Linked DNA regions of Rattus norvegicus: region 2 is linked to region 1. The links are chromatin contacts, called in public Hi-C maps. All regions are on one chromosome and are shown on one strand. The core of a region is the stretch at or near the end of the contact, and the rest is flanking DNA. Distances in the headings are between cores, read along the strand shown.

The links. Hi-C and Micro-C count contacts between places; a contact is called where the count stands out from the background.
Region 2: a contact with region 1 is called in a Hi-C map of Schwann cells, with 7 times the contacts expected there. The contact joins two enhancer-like sites. A contact is called at or near these places in 8 of 12 Hi-C or Micro-C datasets (the A7r5 cell line, the Rat2 cell line, Schwann cells and 5 more).

What each region holds. Positions count from the first base shown.
Region 1 is chr5:170,936,075-170,939,781 of GRCr8, forward strand. The region is part of intron 6 of Morn1 (MORN repeat containing 1); the gene reads left to right. Among named protein-coding and RNA genes, the nearest start is that of Morn1, 8.6 kb to the left of the region's middle. Within about 2 kb of position 2,022, at least 34 of the 93 cell types and tissues checked have an H3K27ac peak or open chromatin away from gene starts, as enhancers often do. A contact at or near this core is called in the A7r5 cell line and Schwann cells, where this site is marked.
Region 2 is chr5:171,073,337-171,076,926 of GRCr8, forward strand. The region is part of intron 1 of LOC103692526 (a long non-coding RNA gene); the gene reads right to left. Among named protein-coding and RNA genes, the nearest start is that of Ski, 10 kb to the left of the region's middle. Within about 2 kb of position 2,190, at least 54 of the 93 cell types and tissues checked have an H3K27ac peak or open chromatin away from gene starts, as enhancers often do. A contact at or near this core is called in the A7r5 cell line and Schwann cells, where this site is marked.

The DNA.
Region 1 (3,707 bases), core at 772-3,271:
CTAGCTACCTACCAGGAGGGGCACAAGAAGAAACAGATTGCAATTGGGCCTGTCCTGGGACAGGGCTGGGACTGGTTCCACCGCCCCTGGGCTGATGGCAGGCCCAATCCTAAGTAGGAAGTAAAAGTGTGAGGCCCTTACAGGATCCAAGGCTGGACCTCAAGTGTTGCTGCCTGCTATGACAGTGATGCGAGTTCTGCCGGGGGTTCCAGCAGGAAGGAAGGACAGGCTTAGACCTCCAGACTCCCGAGAGTCAGACTTCCTTGGCTGTTCCTTTCGTGTGTCACAGTAACCAGGATGATGTGATCATATTTTCCCAGATTTCTCAAACGGCAGAGTAACAGCTGGAAGGAGCTGGCCCCTGGAAGCAGGAAGAGCCCAGCTCAGTTCATGCAGAACTGGGAAGAAGGGTAGCCACAGCTCTACTGTGGGACTCCTATAGGAAATTGCCCAGATGCAAGAGTGGTCCCTGTGGCCTCAGAGAACAAAGCCCTACTTCTGCAGAGCCTTCAGCTCTCCCTGCTGAGCGCTGGCATTGTATGCACTGGCTAGGGAGGAAGGTTCAGGGCCTGGCTCCTTAACAGAAATGGAGTGTTGTATGGCAGCTCCCAAAGATCTGTAGGGCTACAGAGAACCCAGCATGGGTGCCCAGACCAAGAGTTACGATTGGGTAGATCTCAGCCGATGCCTGGGTACAGTCCCAGTGCTGTGATAAAACACCGTTACCAAGAGCAGCTTGGGAAGGAAGGGGCTGTTTTCATGTTACACTTCCTAGTAAAGGTCATTACAGAAAAGTCAGGACAGGAACCCAAGGTAGGAACCAGGGGGCAGGAACTGAATCAAGGCCTCAGGAGAGCACTACTTACCGGCTGCTCCCCAGGGCTCACTCAGCTTTCCTACAGCACCCAGTACCACCAGCCAGCCGAGGGGTGATACTTCCCACAGTAAGCTGGGCCTCCCACATCAGTCAACTGGGGAACACCCTACAGACCTGTCTTCAGGCTAATCCTACAGCAGCATTTTCTTAATTAGGATCTGCTCTTCTTGGATAACCCTCTGTTGTGTCAAGTTAACATAAAAACTAGCCCGCAGGACTGTTCTGGTCAGGGCTGGTGGGGGTCTGTGTGGACACTGTCCCCCTGCTGGCCTAGAAGATGCCTCTGATCTGTGCCTGAGACGGTCTGTATACCATCTGTACCTGCTGTTGTGACTACTCACCAGTGCTTCTGCCTCCTCCCCATCTTGGGGCTCATCTTCAGAGGACCTGCCTTGACAGCATGTCCAAAGCAGGATCAGATCCAAGGTATGCGCAATGGGAGAGCACAAGGTAAAGAGGACCTAAAAGAGTCACTTACTTCCTGCCTGTCCTGCAACCTGACAGAGTCCGCCATGACTCTAGCCACATGTCACACAAGTGTCTTGTTTCCAGTGAACAAGGCCAGGGCTGCCAGTTACCTCTTCCCTGCTAGCCACTTCCAGTCCCTCCACTCACGGACTCATGAGTCACCTCTGTGAAAAGACCGTTTGCCATGTTTCATAGATAGGAAAACTGAGGGCCGGACATGGCTTCCCAGTCCACAAAGGGGCAGAAGAGCTTGTAGCCTCAGCACCCGAGCTTGATCCAGTACCCAACCCTCTTTCCCTGGGATTTTGGAGAGGCCTTGCCCCACTGGGTCCCTCCAGAACCCATCGCATCAGTGGATAATCTGCCATTGACAGCCTAGAGACCATCACCACCACCACTTGGGCAGGAAGAATAATGAGAGGTTTTGACCAGTTCCCGGAGGCGGTTCTGTTTCACATGTCTTCAGACCTCCAGTAGGGCTTCTTCACTGCTGGCCACTAACCATCAGTGGCTGGGGTTTGGGGCTCTGCCCAGGCCTTCCTTTCTGAAACTTGAAATTTGTGGTGTGCCTCACTTTCACCTGCAACAGCCTGCAGTGTTCACCAGGGGGCAATCTAGACCTGCTCACCGGCAGCATGCCCAGCCTTGGATCCTTGCTCCAAGTTGGAGTGGAAATGCACTGGGCTCTAAACAGGGAGGCCTTGAATGCCTAAGCAGTGAACACAAGCCGTGAGACTGCCACACAGGCTAAAACTGCTCAAGTTGCCATGGCTTTTCCTCCTGTAGCCCGAACCTTGAACTCCACAAGACTCACAAAGGTTTCCTCCCTTGGAAGTGGGACTGAGGATTATGTACCCTTCAGCTCAATTCTCAACAGCCAGTCCCCAGCATCCTGTGCTGGTCAGTAGTAGGAGCAGTGTTGAGGGGAAGGGACATGTTGGCCTCTGGCTTAGAGGTGCAGGCTGCACCACAAAACCAACAGCATGAGCTGAAGCAGCCACCGAGGAGTGACCAGAGGACGCACTTGTAGACAGAAAGGTCACTTGTTTTTTCAATGGCCTTGGGAAGGCTGAGGAACTTTCTTCCAGGGTCTTTTGGACACTAAACAGAAAAGGGCACCTAGGGCCATGAGGCCAGGCCACACCACCTGGGAATCCACAGTGGGCCTCCACAGTGGCCAGCCTGACACAACTCCCACTGACCTGCACTGCAAAGGCAGCAAGAGTGCTCACTTGCCCCCCAAGTGAGAAAAGATGATCGCCAGGCCGTCACTTAGCCCTCATTAGCCAAGGGAGGCTCTAGCTCAGCTGATGACCATCCGCACTGAGCTCTCTCACATATGGACCACTACCTGTGTAGAGTGGAGACGTCAGCCAAAAGAGGCCATGAGGTGGCAACACTCATGAAACCCGCTCCCTCGGGAGGGACACCACTGTTCTTTATGTTGTCATTAGTCACACACACAGACCAAAGTGTGCCCTCTTGTCCAGTTTTAAGTGTCCAGTCCGGTGGCATTAAATACTTAAATTACTGTGTGACTATTACCACCATCTGTCCACAAACTCATCTGTGTTAATAGACTCTGGCCCCTTCAACCCAAATTTCCCATTCCCCAGGATTCCCTAGCACCCACCCTTCTGTCTTAATTACTCTGATTCCTCTGGGGACCCCATGGATGGACTTGGTCCTTAGTGGCTGGCTGTTCTCACTGAAACACATGCAGGAGGCTCCTGACAACCGCGTGTCACATCTGTATACATGTCCCATTTCCCTCATTCATGCTTTTCAGTGGGCACCTGGACTGTTCCCCTCTGGGCCACTGGAGTCAGTGCTCTGAGCATACACGTGCAGGTCTTTGGGTATATAGACCCAGTGATGGAATGGCTACACTGTGTGATAATTGCATTTTTAACTTTTCTACAGTGGCTGCACTATCGAAGTTCCCAATAGGGGAACCAATGGGTTTTTATTTCTACAGCCCCGATCCACACTTATTTTCTGTTTTTAAAGCTACCATACTAAGGAGAGGGAGCCGTTTGATAGCTGAACCCCATGCACTGCCTTTGCTGTCATCACACAGAGCTGGCTTTTGTTCCTGCTTGACATTGCTGCAGGGGCTCTCAGTGCTCTGTCCCTCCCAGCTCGTACTGTCCTGTCACCTGTATATGCCTGTTACCACAGGTTCATGCAGGGAAACATCTCACCCTTTCCTTTTGACCCTCAGGCAGGTGAGGTAGGTAGCTGCCAGCTCTTCAGTCCTCGGGTGTCTCTAGAGAGCAAGCCCCACACGCAGAGCAACCCTCACCCCTTAGATCCATCAGCATCAGCTTCTTATACCAAGGCTGGTTTTGCATCCTGAGAA
Region 2 (3,590 bases), core at 940-3,439, 140 kb after region 1:
TGACATTTCACCAAAGGCCAGGCTGGAGGATCGGCACAGACCTGGAGGAGAGTATATACAGACACCCTATCCTACAGTCCCACCAGAGCCTCCTGGACCCTGTCCCTTGAAGCATGCTGTGCTGCTCTGGAATGTACACCTAGCTGGCGATCGCCTGCCTTGGGCTCCAGACACACCGAGCTGATCACAGCACAGCCGCCTCATGCCCGTGGCCTGCAGCATTCTGCCAAGCCCGGGCCCTAAGGCTAAAGCTGTGATCCCAAGTGGCTAAAAGGGTTCATGTGTAAAACATGAGGAGCTTCAGGGCAGAGGGGGCAGGGATCATGGCAGCCCCAGTCCATCCCTCATCCCTATCATCCTCTGGGCTCCCTTTGCTGTTGCATTGCCTGACACATAGACAGCAGTGGCGCTGTCCCCGTCACACAAAGGTTCAGTCTGCTTCTCCAACAGTTAAGGCCACTTCTCAATGTCTCTCCCAGGGCCCAAAGCTACAGTGGTATTGGGAATCATGGTGGAACTCCATGTGCCACAAGATCAGGGGTCCTGGTGGTACATTTACTTCACCTTGAGGTTCAAATCCAAACAGCACACTAAGCATCCGAGGACGCTAACTGCTAAGGGACTGAACAGTCAAGACGTGTTGGCTTACAGGGCTCACACACTATCATCAAGAGAGAAGAGAGCAGGGGATATTTTTAGGGTCAGACTCCAGAGGCCTTGAGGAGCCCCTAAAGTACACTGTCACCCAGACTCTTACCCATGAAATATACCTGTCGTGCCTCCCAGCACTCAGGCAAGGTCTTGAGATCTTTCTCTTATGTAGAGGGAGTCCAGCCTTCAGGCCCAGACCAAGTCCTCATGGGAGCCCCAACATCTTCCTCTCTCTTCCCTCTTGCTTCTCCCCTTAGTGGGTATGCCCCGTACTGAGCACCTCAGGCAGCCCCGACTCATTTCCGGTTTCCACTTGTAGGCCTATAAAATCAGGGGCTCAGACCCTCCCCAGGAGCTGCCTGCCTCTCAAGATTTGGCCTCGTAACACATAACTACTCAGGCTAATGAGCCAGGTTCCTCATGACCGGGGTATACCCTCGCTCTGCCTCAGGGTGTGCTAACTTTTTAGGCTGTCAGCAGATAAGAGAGTCTCTCTACATCTTAGGGAGTAGTTCATCGTCCCAGCAGAATTGCTGAAGTAAGATGGTTGTTTGGGCCTGCTCTGGAAGAGGATTCTTGTGTGACTAATACCTCTCTAAGCCTACTGATCATCCTGGTCCCAAGGAAGCACCAACAGCCCCTAACATAGCCTCTTTGAAGCACCCTCTCTCCATCTTGGGACCTGAAATCCCTCCAGAGGATGATCACCAAGATGCTGTCCTGGACCCATCCGAGGTGTACACCTGGGTTGCAGACCTGCCCGCTATAGAAGGCAGGTGATGCTGCACACGTCCCAGAGAGGCAGAGGAAACCGTAAGAAGAGAAAAGCCGGGTCTGGAAAGATGGCTCAGTGGTTAAGAGCACCAACTGCTCTTCCAGAGGCCCTAAGTTCGATTCCCAGCAACCACATGGCAGCTCGCAACTGTCTGTGACTCCAAGATTTGATACCCTCATACTCTACATGCAGGCAAAACATCAATCTGCATGAAATAAAAATAAATATTAAAAAGAAGAGAGAGAGAGAAGAAATGCAGGGTGAACAGCTATCAGTCTTGGAATCCAGTCCCATCAGGGCTCTTGCTCTTAGGGCAAGCAAATGCCCTGGTTTAGGACACTGTGGGTGGAGGAGGGTCAGAAGGCAGAGGGTAGCTGGGGTTAGGAAAGAGCTGTGCTGCCTGCTACCCCTCCACACCCTCTGGAACTCCTCCAGGGAAGATCCTGGGTAACTTAGGAGGAACCCTTTCCTCTGAATCACGGCCCTTCTGGCACCAGGCTGGTGGGGGCAGCAGGGAAGATTTGGGTCTGTGGCTGCTTGGTGATCAACCCGACACACCCTACATCCCAGGCCAGCCAGAATACCAGCCCCTCATCCCATTCAGGCTCCGGGGGCCCTTGTTGCCTCCAACAGACTCAGCTTATAGCTTTGCTGCCCTTGCACCCCTTGGGTTGGTGTAGCATCCTTCTCCCTGTACAGGCCCCAGGCCCCTCTCTCCTGGAAACAGGGCCTCCTCGTAAATCTGAGCCACACTTGGTTCCTGAACAGGCCCCCTCCCGCCAGCCCGCCCTCGTGCCGTCATTTCTGGCAGGCCCTTGCAGTGAGCTCACGAGTTACATAAGGCATTCGAGCTATTTCTTGGGGGAACAGCTCCCCCTTCGTGGGGCTCCATTTACCCTCGCCCTCCTCAGCCACCAACTGCCAAGCCAAGGGAGGTCTGGGCATGAAAGGACAGACCCTGTTCAGGGAAGGAGATGCCGCTACTCCTGCCTGAGGGCCCCCCTCCCCCTGCTATCAGAAAACAGTGGTATTTGCATGAAGGACACACAAGCCCAGATGCCCAGGATGTGGAACCTCGGGTGGTTTGGAGCAGAGGTGCAGAAGAAGGAAGGAAGGAGGGAGGAGGCAAGGGGGAAGTAAGAGTGAGAGAGGGGTGAGGACGGAAACAGCACTTCCAGGGCAGCAGATAGACATCCACAACAGGACAGACGTCTTTGCTACTCCTCCCGGGAAGGTTCTTGTTCTATCTCAGGGCAACTAAGTTGCCCTGCGGCCTCAAGCTCAGTGTTACCTAGTCAGCAACTAGTTTCTACTTTGGCCAGGACATAGGTTCCTCTGGGACTCTGGAAAGCGACTGCTTGGAGGAGCCCTCAGGTGCTAAGTCTACATGCTGATTCCTGTGGCCCAGCCCAGAGATGCAGGGAATCTTCCCAGGCTTGCCCCTTCAACCCCACTGCTGCATTTCTGTGGCCTGGGACTTGAGAGAACCTGTAAGGACGCTCAGCAGACACCCCCACCCCCACCCCTCTGGCCTCCTGGGAATGAGAGCACAGCTACGGAGACATGCAAACAGTTTGCACTGGATATTTCTGAGTGCTGGGTCCCATCCCAGCTTGTTCCAGAGGGAAATCCTGGCTCATGCAAGGAGGGGGTGTTTTTCTCATATGGCTACTTTTCCTCGCTGCAGCAGGGCAGGAAAAGGGCACCTGGGCCCATGCCAAAAAGTGTGTGCGCTCTCTCTCTCTGTCTCTCTCTGTCTCTCTGTCTCTGTCTCTCTGTCTCTCTGTCTCTCTGTCTCTCTGTCTCTCTGTCTCTCTGTCTCTCTGTCTCTCTGTCTCTCTGTCTCTGTCTCTCTGTCTCTCTGTCTCTCTGTCTCTCTCTCTGTCTCTCTCTCTGTCTCTCTCTGTCTCTCTCTCTGTCTCTCTCTGTCTCTCTCTGTCTCTGTCTCTCTGTCTCTGTCTCTCTGTCTCTGTCTCTCTGTCTCTCTGTCTCTCTGTCTCTCTGTCTCTGTCTCTCTGTCTCTCTGTCTCTCTGTCTCTCTCTCTGTCTCTCTCTGTCTCTCTCTGTCTCTCCCCCCCCCCCCCCCCCCCCCCCGCCCCAACCCTGCAGAGTCTGCCTGAGGCCAGAGTTCAGACTGAAGGAGCAGGAAGCTGAGCTCCTCCAG